Linked DNA regions of Hordeum vulgare: region 1 is linked to region 2. The links are chromatin contacts, called in public Hi-C maps. All regions are on one chromosome and are shown on one strand. The core of a region is the stretch at or near the end of the contact, and the rest is flanking DNA. Distances in the headings are between cores, read along the strand shown. Region 1 holds the start of LOC123425288 (E3 ubiquitin-protein ligase EL5-like). Region 2 holds the start of LOC123425284 (protein STRUBBELIG-RECEPTOR FAMILY 7-like).

Evidence for each region. Hi-C and Micro-C count contacts between places; a contact is called where the count stands out from the background.
Region 1: a Hi-C map of seedling shows a contact between it and region 2, with 3 times the contacts expected there. The contact joins the promoter of LOC123425288 here to the promoter of LOC123425284 in region 2. A contact is called at or near these places in 2 of 6 Hi-C or Micro-C datasets (leaf and seedling).

Annotation. Positions count from the first base shown.
Region 1 is chr2H:96,601,826-96,606,055 of MorexV3_pseudomolecules_assembly, reverse strand. LOC123425288 (E3 ubiquitin-protein ligase EL5-like) reads right to left here and starts at 1,595. Exons shown (of 1, transcript XM_045108970.1): 1 at 355-1,595. The coding sequence starts at 1,392. The coding sequence ends at 586.
Region 2 is chr2H:96,097,784-96,102,159 of MorexV3_pseudomolecules_assembly, reverse strand. It overlaps LOC123425284 (protein STRUBBELIG-RECEPTOR FAMILY 7-like), which reads left to right and starts at 2,526. Exons shown (of 17, transcript XM_045108965.1): 1 at 2,526-2,893. The coding sequence starts at 2,743. TRNAL-AAG (a tRNA gene) reads right to left here and starts at 499; the gene lies at 419-499. It overlaps TRNAL-AAG (a tRNA gene), which reads right to left and starts at 296; the gene lies at 216-296.

The sequences.
Region 1 (4,230 bases), core at 346-2,845, 500 kb before region 2:
TCAAATCCCCAGTTTTGGCGCGTACGTGCGTAGCGAGGTCCCTGCAGGCTCTTGACAGATGCTGCATTATGAGGGAGAGTGATATGACAATTTCGGCACAATTTTGACATTCGCAACCGGTGGCCAGAGGAAAACAAGAGCCGGACAACAAGTTCGGCAGGGTGAATGAATATACTACTACTAGTATCAGCACTGCTTACGGCTGCATGCAGGCTTGCAGTTTGCAGTTGCAGTTAGTGCTACTCGACAGAGAATGGAAGTAACTGAATAACGGTATTAGTGGGTTGCTGTCGCTGCCGCAGCTGAATTGACCGCTTGCAAGTTGTACAAAGAATGAGAAGGAACGACGAAATGTAGGCAGGCAAAGTTGTTTTCTTCTCTTTTCCTGTGGTGTCATGCCGGAACATGATCATCCTATCCACATGTACATCACACGTCTATAAAAATCTGTACAGCTTTTTTTTACTCCGAGACCGAGTAAGAGTAAGGGAGACACTGGGAAAACTTGCGATGACGCCACGCAAGGAAGACGGCACATCGCAGAAAGGTTGGGGGGAGGAAAAGTCCACCGTGGCAGCCGGGGCGTCAGCATGAGCCCGCCGGCTGCTGCGGCTTCGCCTGCCTCGACGACGCGCTGCTCTCGCCGCCGGCGAGCCCCATCTCTATGTCCCTTGCCGCGTCCTCCTCCTGCGGCGGCGGGGGCGGCGACGCGCCGCCACACCCGAGAAGCCGCCGCAGCCCGCACGACGCCCCGGCGGGCGGCGGCTGCGCTTGCGGTTGAGAGGGAGCAGGCGCTGGTTGAGGTGTGGTTGCGGCGGGGGTCTGCGGTTGCGCGCGGCCGGTGCTGACGTCGTCCTGGGAGCCGAAGAAGAGGACGTTGGTGGGGAAGTTGGGCGACTCCTGGTCGGCCTCGGGCGCCTGGACGGGCGCGGGCGGCAGGGGCGGCGCGTCGACGGCGGGGCAGCGGCAGAGCGGGCAGGTGGAGTGCGACCTGAGCCACATGTCGACGCAGTCGACGTGGAAGCCGTGGCCGCAGCGGGGCAGCACGCGCGCCGTGTCCCCGGTGGCGAGCTCCGTGATGCAGACCGCGCAGTCCATGGCCTCCCCCTTGGCCACCTCCCGGCGGGGCAGCGACGCCATCGACGCGTCGTCCAGGCCCCCGTCGTAGAACCACGGTGCGACGCCGTCCCCGGCGCCGGCCCGCCCGTCCCCGCCGCAGAACAGGTAGCGCAGGTGCGCCATCACGCCGCTCCCCGGCGGCGGCGGCGCGCCGCCCCGGGACCTCTTGGCGCAGAGGAATATGTAGAAGCAGAGCACGAAGGAGAGGAAGATGGCCATCACGGCCGCCAGCATGGTGGCCGCCGCCGCCGCCGTCGTCGCCGTCACCGCCATGAACACCACCACCACCCTCGCTTCCTCTTCCAACAAGTAACAAGAATCGCCTCGCCCCTGGTGCAAACGACAGCAGCAGCCGGCCTCTGCTCGCTCTCCTCGGAATATGCTCCTCGTCCTCGCAAGCTTCTAGGCAGCGCGTGCGTGCGTGCACAAGCGGGCTTTGGCTCTGGCTCGGGCTGGAGGTTTTCGAGGTGGGAATGGGATTTAACGTAATGGAGCGCGCGCTGCTACTTATACGGTGGCCGGAGAGGATAAGAGGGAGGAGGAGAAGAAGAAAACTTGTGTGGGGATTTGGAGGAGAGGGTGAGCGAACGGGCGAACTGTGGAGGGAAAGCTCGGATGGCGACGGTTTTCAAATATGTTGACGCGAGCCATAGGTGCTGAGCCTGAGCGGAGCGGGCATGACCCGAGTGGGTTCGTTCGTTGGACGGACCTCCCCGCCACGGCCATCCCCGTCGACCAATCTCCCGCCCCGCGCGCCGCTGCACGGTTGCGCCAACGATTTGGTGTTGGTGCAACCACACACCACGTCGGTAAACCCCCTGAAACCGACCGGTCGACGCACACGCGGCCCCGTACGTGGCGCCAGTTAAAATAATATAAAGAGCAGAGGCAGTCACAGATCCACTGACAGGCTGACTGACACGCAGCCCCCCAGTGAACTGACACGAATTATTTTACTACTAGTTGTACCCTGGTCTGATGATCATGCTGATTTATTTCGTGGCTGGTTTGCTGCAGGACACACCGCCGGATCAGGGGACACATTTGGACGAACCCAACTGCCAGGGCCAGGAAACGTGGGCCGTATGCCGGCAGCGCGTGTCACACGCCGGGTCCCGGGCCCGATAGATAGATAGCTTGACGTGGATACGTGGACCGATGTGCTTGAAGCAATGGAGCTGGAGCGGGCATCAGCCAAGCCAAGCCAGGGTGCCCCGCCCCGGACTCCATCCATCCATCGCAACGGGTGGACCACACATCGCGGGAGGTTCGTTCGTTCGTTTCGTTGGTTGGTTGGTTCGGTATAGCGGTTTGTTGCCCCCCTTCTTCTCCTTGCTGTCCCTTTCCCGTTGCGGGTATGCGTCTCCGGAGCGCACAAGCGAGCGATCGAATTCAATTCGAACCCGACCGGGCGAACGAACGAATGCGCGAATTGGTCCTGTCCGTGTGGTCGTGGCGGCATCGGCTCGGCGTTTCCTGGAAGCAACTGGATTGGTTGAGTGTGGCTCCATCCCAAGTTAAGTTAAGTAAGAGTACCAAGCCGCCTTATCTTACTTGGCTGGGAATTCCGGGAAAGTTGACCGGCATATCTAAGTACCAAGCCATCTGAACCTCGTTAACAAGAATATAGCTTAGTTTGGATGGTTACTACTTGGTCACATAACGCCCCGTCGAAAACGTACTCGCGTCCGGCCTCCGACGGGCGCGACCGATCGAACGCCACATGCATGCATGTGATGTTCCTGTACAGCACTAATAAGGCTTGAATTGATTTGATTAGTAACTATCATCTCCGCAGAAAAAGACTTGTATCGATCGAATAAAACTCTCCAGATAAACCCGAGAACTACTAGTGCTGCCAACAAGTTGCCCATCTCTCATCCCTTGGGTTCGCTGCATCGGCAGCCGACTCGCCGTCGGGGTCAGGGGCGGCAGCTAGCCCACGAACGCGGCTGGCCGGCGACCCATGTCCGGCGCCCGGGCTTTGGCAGCGACGGCACGGACGGACGCGCGCGGGGGAGCGGGGGAGGACAGTGACGCGCGCGGTCTCCGGCCCCGTGCGCTGCTGCCCTGCTGATGACGCCCATGATGATGATTCCGCCGTTGTTGAAAAATCTGCGTGGTGTCTCCTAGACTTTTGAATCGGGTCGGCTGAAACCCCGGGGGGAAAGTGCGGCACGCACGCGTCCATCATGCGGGAGGCCGCGCGCAGGCGCGCTGATGCTCCTCCGTGGATCGCTCTGCCGTTGCCTTTGACCGGCCGGCCCGGCCCGGGCCGCTGACGGCTCCAAAGCGGCTTTGCTGCACAACGGGAAAACAAAAGAAAAAAGAGCGGGTGCCTTTCTTCCGGTGGTTTTGCGGTTCTGGACAGGAAAGGAACGCCGCTTCTGAAATCCCGAGCGTGCAGGCCGGGTACTCGCGTGATTTCGTGCAAGTTGGCTGCTGTTTCTTTTTGCCGATTTTGCACTGCAAATCATCCGGTCGCGTAGCATGCTGACTGCGAGCCTTAACTTTTTATTTGGGACAAGACTGCGGGCCTTAGAGGGTGTTTGTTTTCAGAAACTTATTGGTTTAGGGACTTAAAAATGTTTCTATAAGTCCCACCTAAACCAAACACAAGGGACTTATTCGGACTTATTGTGGTGATTTGAGACTTATCAAATAAGACTCTCAGGGAGGAGCTTATTGAGACTTATCCCGGGCTTATGACTTATAAGTTGAAACTTAAAAAAGTCTTAGGACTTATGAAACAAAAAGGACCTTATTAACTTAACTAAGATAGCTGCTACAGCCCCTCGTCATCACGAGCCCAGAGACCTGACAGATAAAGGCCGTTGCAAGACTACGGCAAAATTAACAAAAATGACCCCTGGGGGGAAAGAACTCACGGAGTGACCCCTCGCGGAAAAAATTTCACCCGCCTGACCCTTTTGTGTGGCGTCCGAAACCTAGGCGCCACACTACACTGTGTGACGCCTAGCCGTTCGGCGCCACACCCCCCGACCACCTGGCAGGGAGGGCCCATCCCCCAGGCCGTGTGACGCCTGTCACACATTGTAATGTGTGGCGCCGAACGCTTAGACGTCACACATTGACTTAACTGGCCACGGG
Region 2 (4,376 bases), core at 1,277-3,776:
AGATTTCTTGATTTCTTTTTTTATTCTCAGACAGAGTCGCCTCGACATGCGCCTTTTTTATATATATAGACTGCACGTGGTTCTCTTTTATCTATGGTTGAATATATAATGTTTTGGTTCTCTTTTATCTATGGTTGAATGTATAATGTTTTGGTTCTCTTTTATCAAAGGTTGAATATATATCTTTTGGTTGATGCAAAAACGTAAAATAATTTTGACCGGAGTGGGATTTGAACCCACGCCCTTTCGGACCAGAGCCTTAATCTGGCGCCTTAGACCAACTCGGCCATCCGATCAACTTTGTTTCAATTCCATTTCCAGTTTATATATCCGCAGGTACTTCTTCTTACGGGGGTGTTTGAGTACTCTTTAATCAACATGAATGTTTGGTTGATGCAAAAAACATAAAAAATGAGTATGACCGGAGTGGGATTTGAACCCACGCCCTTTCGGACCAGAGCCTTAATCTGGCGCCTTAGACCAACTCGGCCATCCGATCATCTGTGTTTCGATTCCATTTCGAGTTTATATATCCTGCGACACTTCTTCATACGGGAGTGTTTGGGCACTCTTGGATCAACATGATCCGTCGTCTCGTCTGGGTGCAACCAATGAAAAAGGGCGTGCCATTTGGTCCCTCGTCTCGTCCCTATAGGTCCTTGAGATGACCCTGGAGTTGGCTAACCGAATTAACTGCTCTCGCCCACCTCTGATTCGGTCCCAGAGAGAGATGTCCATGAAGCAGACTGCTTTCGCTTTCTTTCTAATCACTGTTGGTGGCGTCAGTGGTTCTTGGTTGGTGGTCTAACTTGGTCATTGTTCTTCCCCGTCATCTGCTACAGCCAACAAACTTCACCGATCGCTCTGTCCACAAGCCTAACCAAGCTAGGTTTTGATGCCAAGCTGAGGATGGCTACGATCATGCAACGGCAGCAGCAGAGTGCGAGGATCGTCCCGTCACCTTCCAGGTTACTTAGGTTAGGTCACACAAAGCGCAGCCACTCAAACCAAACCGTGCTGGGCGACGTCAACAGCCGATTCCCCGTCCATCAATTCGGTTATTAAGCAACCAACCTGAACTCGCTGACGAAGCAGAGAGAACTAAACAACATGCCACACGTCCACGTTGCTGTTAAACTCTATGTATGTCTTTCACACACACACACAAAAAAAAAACTCTATGTATGTCGGCCAGCAGAGACAGTTACAGGTGTGCATACTAGCATGTCGCCCTCGGCGTAATTCTTGATCCACTGTATCTCATCTCATGAGCCACGTTACCTCAGTTGGATGCGACGAGAAGCCGTCCGTCTGAAGACGAAAACAGCCCACGAAAACGACGAGGTTATGGGCGCAGCGTAATGTAACGTACTAATTGGACGGGTTTGGCCACCTGGTCAGCATGGCAAATTATTCGCCTAACCGGATAGCACTGGACGCTAGACACTTGGGCAGAAGAGGCGAGGATACGTTCCCCAGAAAAAAAGGCGAAGATAAAAAAAAATGCTGAAAAGGAAGAAAAGCGATGTTCAGGAAGGATACTGGTTAATTATGCTTCATCATGACACGGACGCATGGTGCAATCACGGTGAGAACAACGTGCACCCACTTTTAAGGAAAAAGTCAGAGCAAACAAATGGTTTCATGTGGAATTCTTACTTACAAAAAACTCACTACTAAATTTGGCTGCATCGAAATTTAGTGCCTGTTTCCGAAGCATCTTTGGATCCCTTTGGGCCTCTTTTCAAGGAGAACAGCATGGAACTGGGAGTTTACTGTGGCCATGCTGAAACCGTCTAAAGAAAATGAAGGAGTGCAGAGCACTCTGCACACGCATGCGAGCGCCTGTATCTGGTGTGGTTGATTGCCAATCAGCAAAAGCGACCGCGCACGGACGGCAACGTTCCGGCATGGGAGCCACGACGCACAACCACCACAAAAGAAGTGACCGCAACATCTTCCACTCACCTCCTCAACGTGTCATTGCGCATACATAAACTTTTTTCCCCGCAAGGACACGCACGCATCAGCTCAAGTGGCAGTCTTCCTGATACAGCACTAGTATAAAACTTCTGAACGAAACTTGGCCCCAAATCTTCTTTTGTAACTGTGCGTTTTTGGTATGCGGATACAAGAGTTCCTTCTTGTTTTCAGCATTTCACTTACTCGAAACAATATATACGTGCACAACAAATCTCATCTCACTGGAAAGAAGGCAAAAGCTGTACAAAGACGTTGCAAACATCTTTTCCTTTTTTTGACCAACGATATGGATGGCCCGCCTCACTCTTTTTTTCTCCAATCACCTGTTGTCATGTCATCATGTAAACAAAATCAGTCCGTAATTGACTGTATATGTAGCATTGCTGATATTTTCGTTCACTCGTTGTATCAAGCCGATACAACCGGCCTGCGCAAAAATCTTGCCTCGGCCCCAAGCCCCCAAAATGAGCGCTACAGAAGATGACACGACCAGTGAGAGAATAATTAGTTTTTGCCATTTCCGAGGGGTTTCTCAGCGTGCGATGTGCACTTCTTTAAAGCCCTTCCCCTCCTCCCTGATTCCAGCTTGCTGACAAATACACAATCCACTGGGGAAAAAAAGGACATGTCAGCACCGAGAAAAAAGAAAAAGAATATACCAAATAAACAAAAGCAGGGGGCGCAAAAGAGACCTTTTTCGGAGCATAAGTTATTGGGCGTTGCAGCGAGCCTGCAGAGTGCAGACGAGCTACTGCTGCCATGACCAACGCAGCAGCCACGACCACGACCACGGCCACGGCCACGGCCACGGCCAAGATGAGGGGGAGAGGAGCTGCGGCCATTGGAGCGCTGCTGCTCTTCTTGGCCACTGCCTCCATGGGGGCTCACGCCAACACCGACTCCAACGATGGTAAGCCAGTGAGATTATTACTTCATATAGCCATTTTTATTTGTTCTTTTTGTTTGATTTTATACTTCGGAAAACCAAGAAACAATGCATTTCTTAGCTTGGCTGAGTAGCAACGGATGGGGAAAATCTGTGTTCTTGGTTCCTTCCCCCCCTTGCTTTGGTGGTTCACTTCAGCTGTAGACAGGCCGCTTTTGATGCCCATTCCTGGATTCCTGAAATGTTAGGTTTAGATGAGAGCAGGAAACAGTTGCGCTGCTGATGATTCATGGAACCCAACAGTCTCATTCGACCCTTCCTTGCTTTTATAATTTTGGTCAATTTGGAGCTCTACTTTGTTCATCGGCATCCCATAAACATTTTCCTTGGTAGGTGTGTCATTTAACCAAGCCGGGAAAAGATGTTTCTGTAGCTCTTCGTCCCTTCCTGCTGCTGCTCTTTGGTCCTTTCGTGGTGGGGATTCTAGGGCTATTGAAGTTTGGGATGATCAGATAGCAGAGTTTTCAGAAGTTCTATTTTTCCTAAGGTTATAGTAATATTTTCCTAGCAGTGATGCTAAATTTGTGACAAGTTCTCGATTTATCCCCCCTCACCCTTTCTTCGTTGTTCTTGATGTACTCATGACGCATTTGATGGGAACTGCTTGGTTTTATGCACCCAGATGTCAGACTTCAGCAGGGAGTCTGTGAAAAATTCAGATCATTTCTTCTTTTATGCCTGGTTTTGTGCGAGGTTGCAGACAGCTGCTCGTCCGAAAAATATATTTGTGTGATTGCCAAGAAAACCCAGTCCTTGATTCTATTAATATTTCATTTGGTTCCATAATCAAATTAACTTTGATGGGCATTTGGTCACAGAATAACGGGGATACCTTATTAGAGACAACTAGTTATTTGCAAAGTCAACTTCGAAATTGTCGATGGTCATGTAACTCTGTCTTTAATTTTTTCTAACCATCGGATCTGAAAAATTATTTACAGATATTATTTTTTATAAAAAGAAAGAATGGTAAAGTAACTGGTTCCATCAAAATTTTGTATTGGTCCCACGGTTACGTGTAATTTCCCGTAATTTCATTTTCGTCATTCCTCGTAACTCCTATTTTTTCACCATCGGATTAGTGTGGATGGACGGCATGTAAACTCCCCAATCACCGTAACACTTGTAATATAGAATTATTGTTGTTTACAAAATCTTTAATGACCAATTCCAACACGCTGGAATGAACTGAATCATACAGTACATAACATCATTATCCTCCACACTGTTACAAACATTAGCAAGACACGTCTGGTATTATTTTGTAACCGTACTATATAAAATTAATAATTGTTTACAAAATCTTTAATGGCCAATTCCAACACTCAGGAATGAATTGAATCATACATAACATCACTACCCTTCACACTGTTACAACATTAGCGATGGAATGAGTAACCACATTTGCAATCCCATTAGACGAGTTAAGTATTTGCTACTCCCTCCG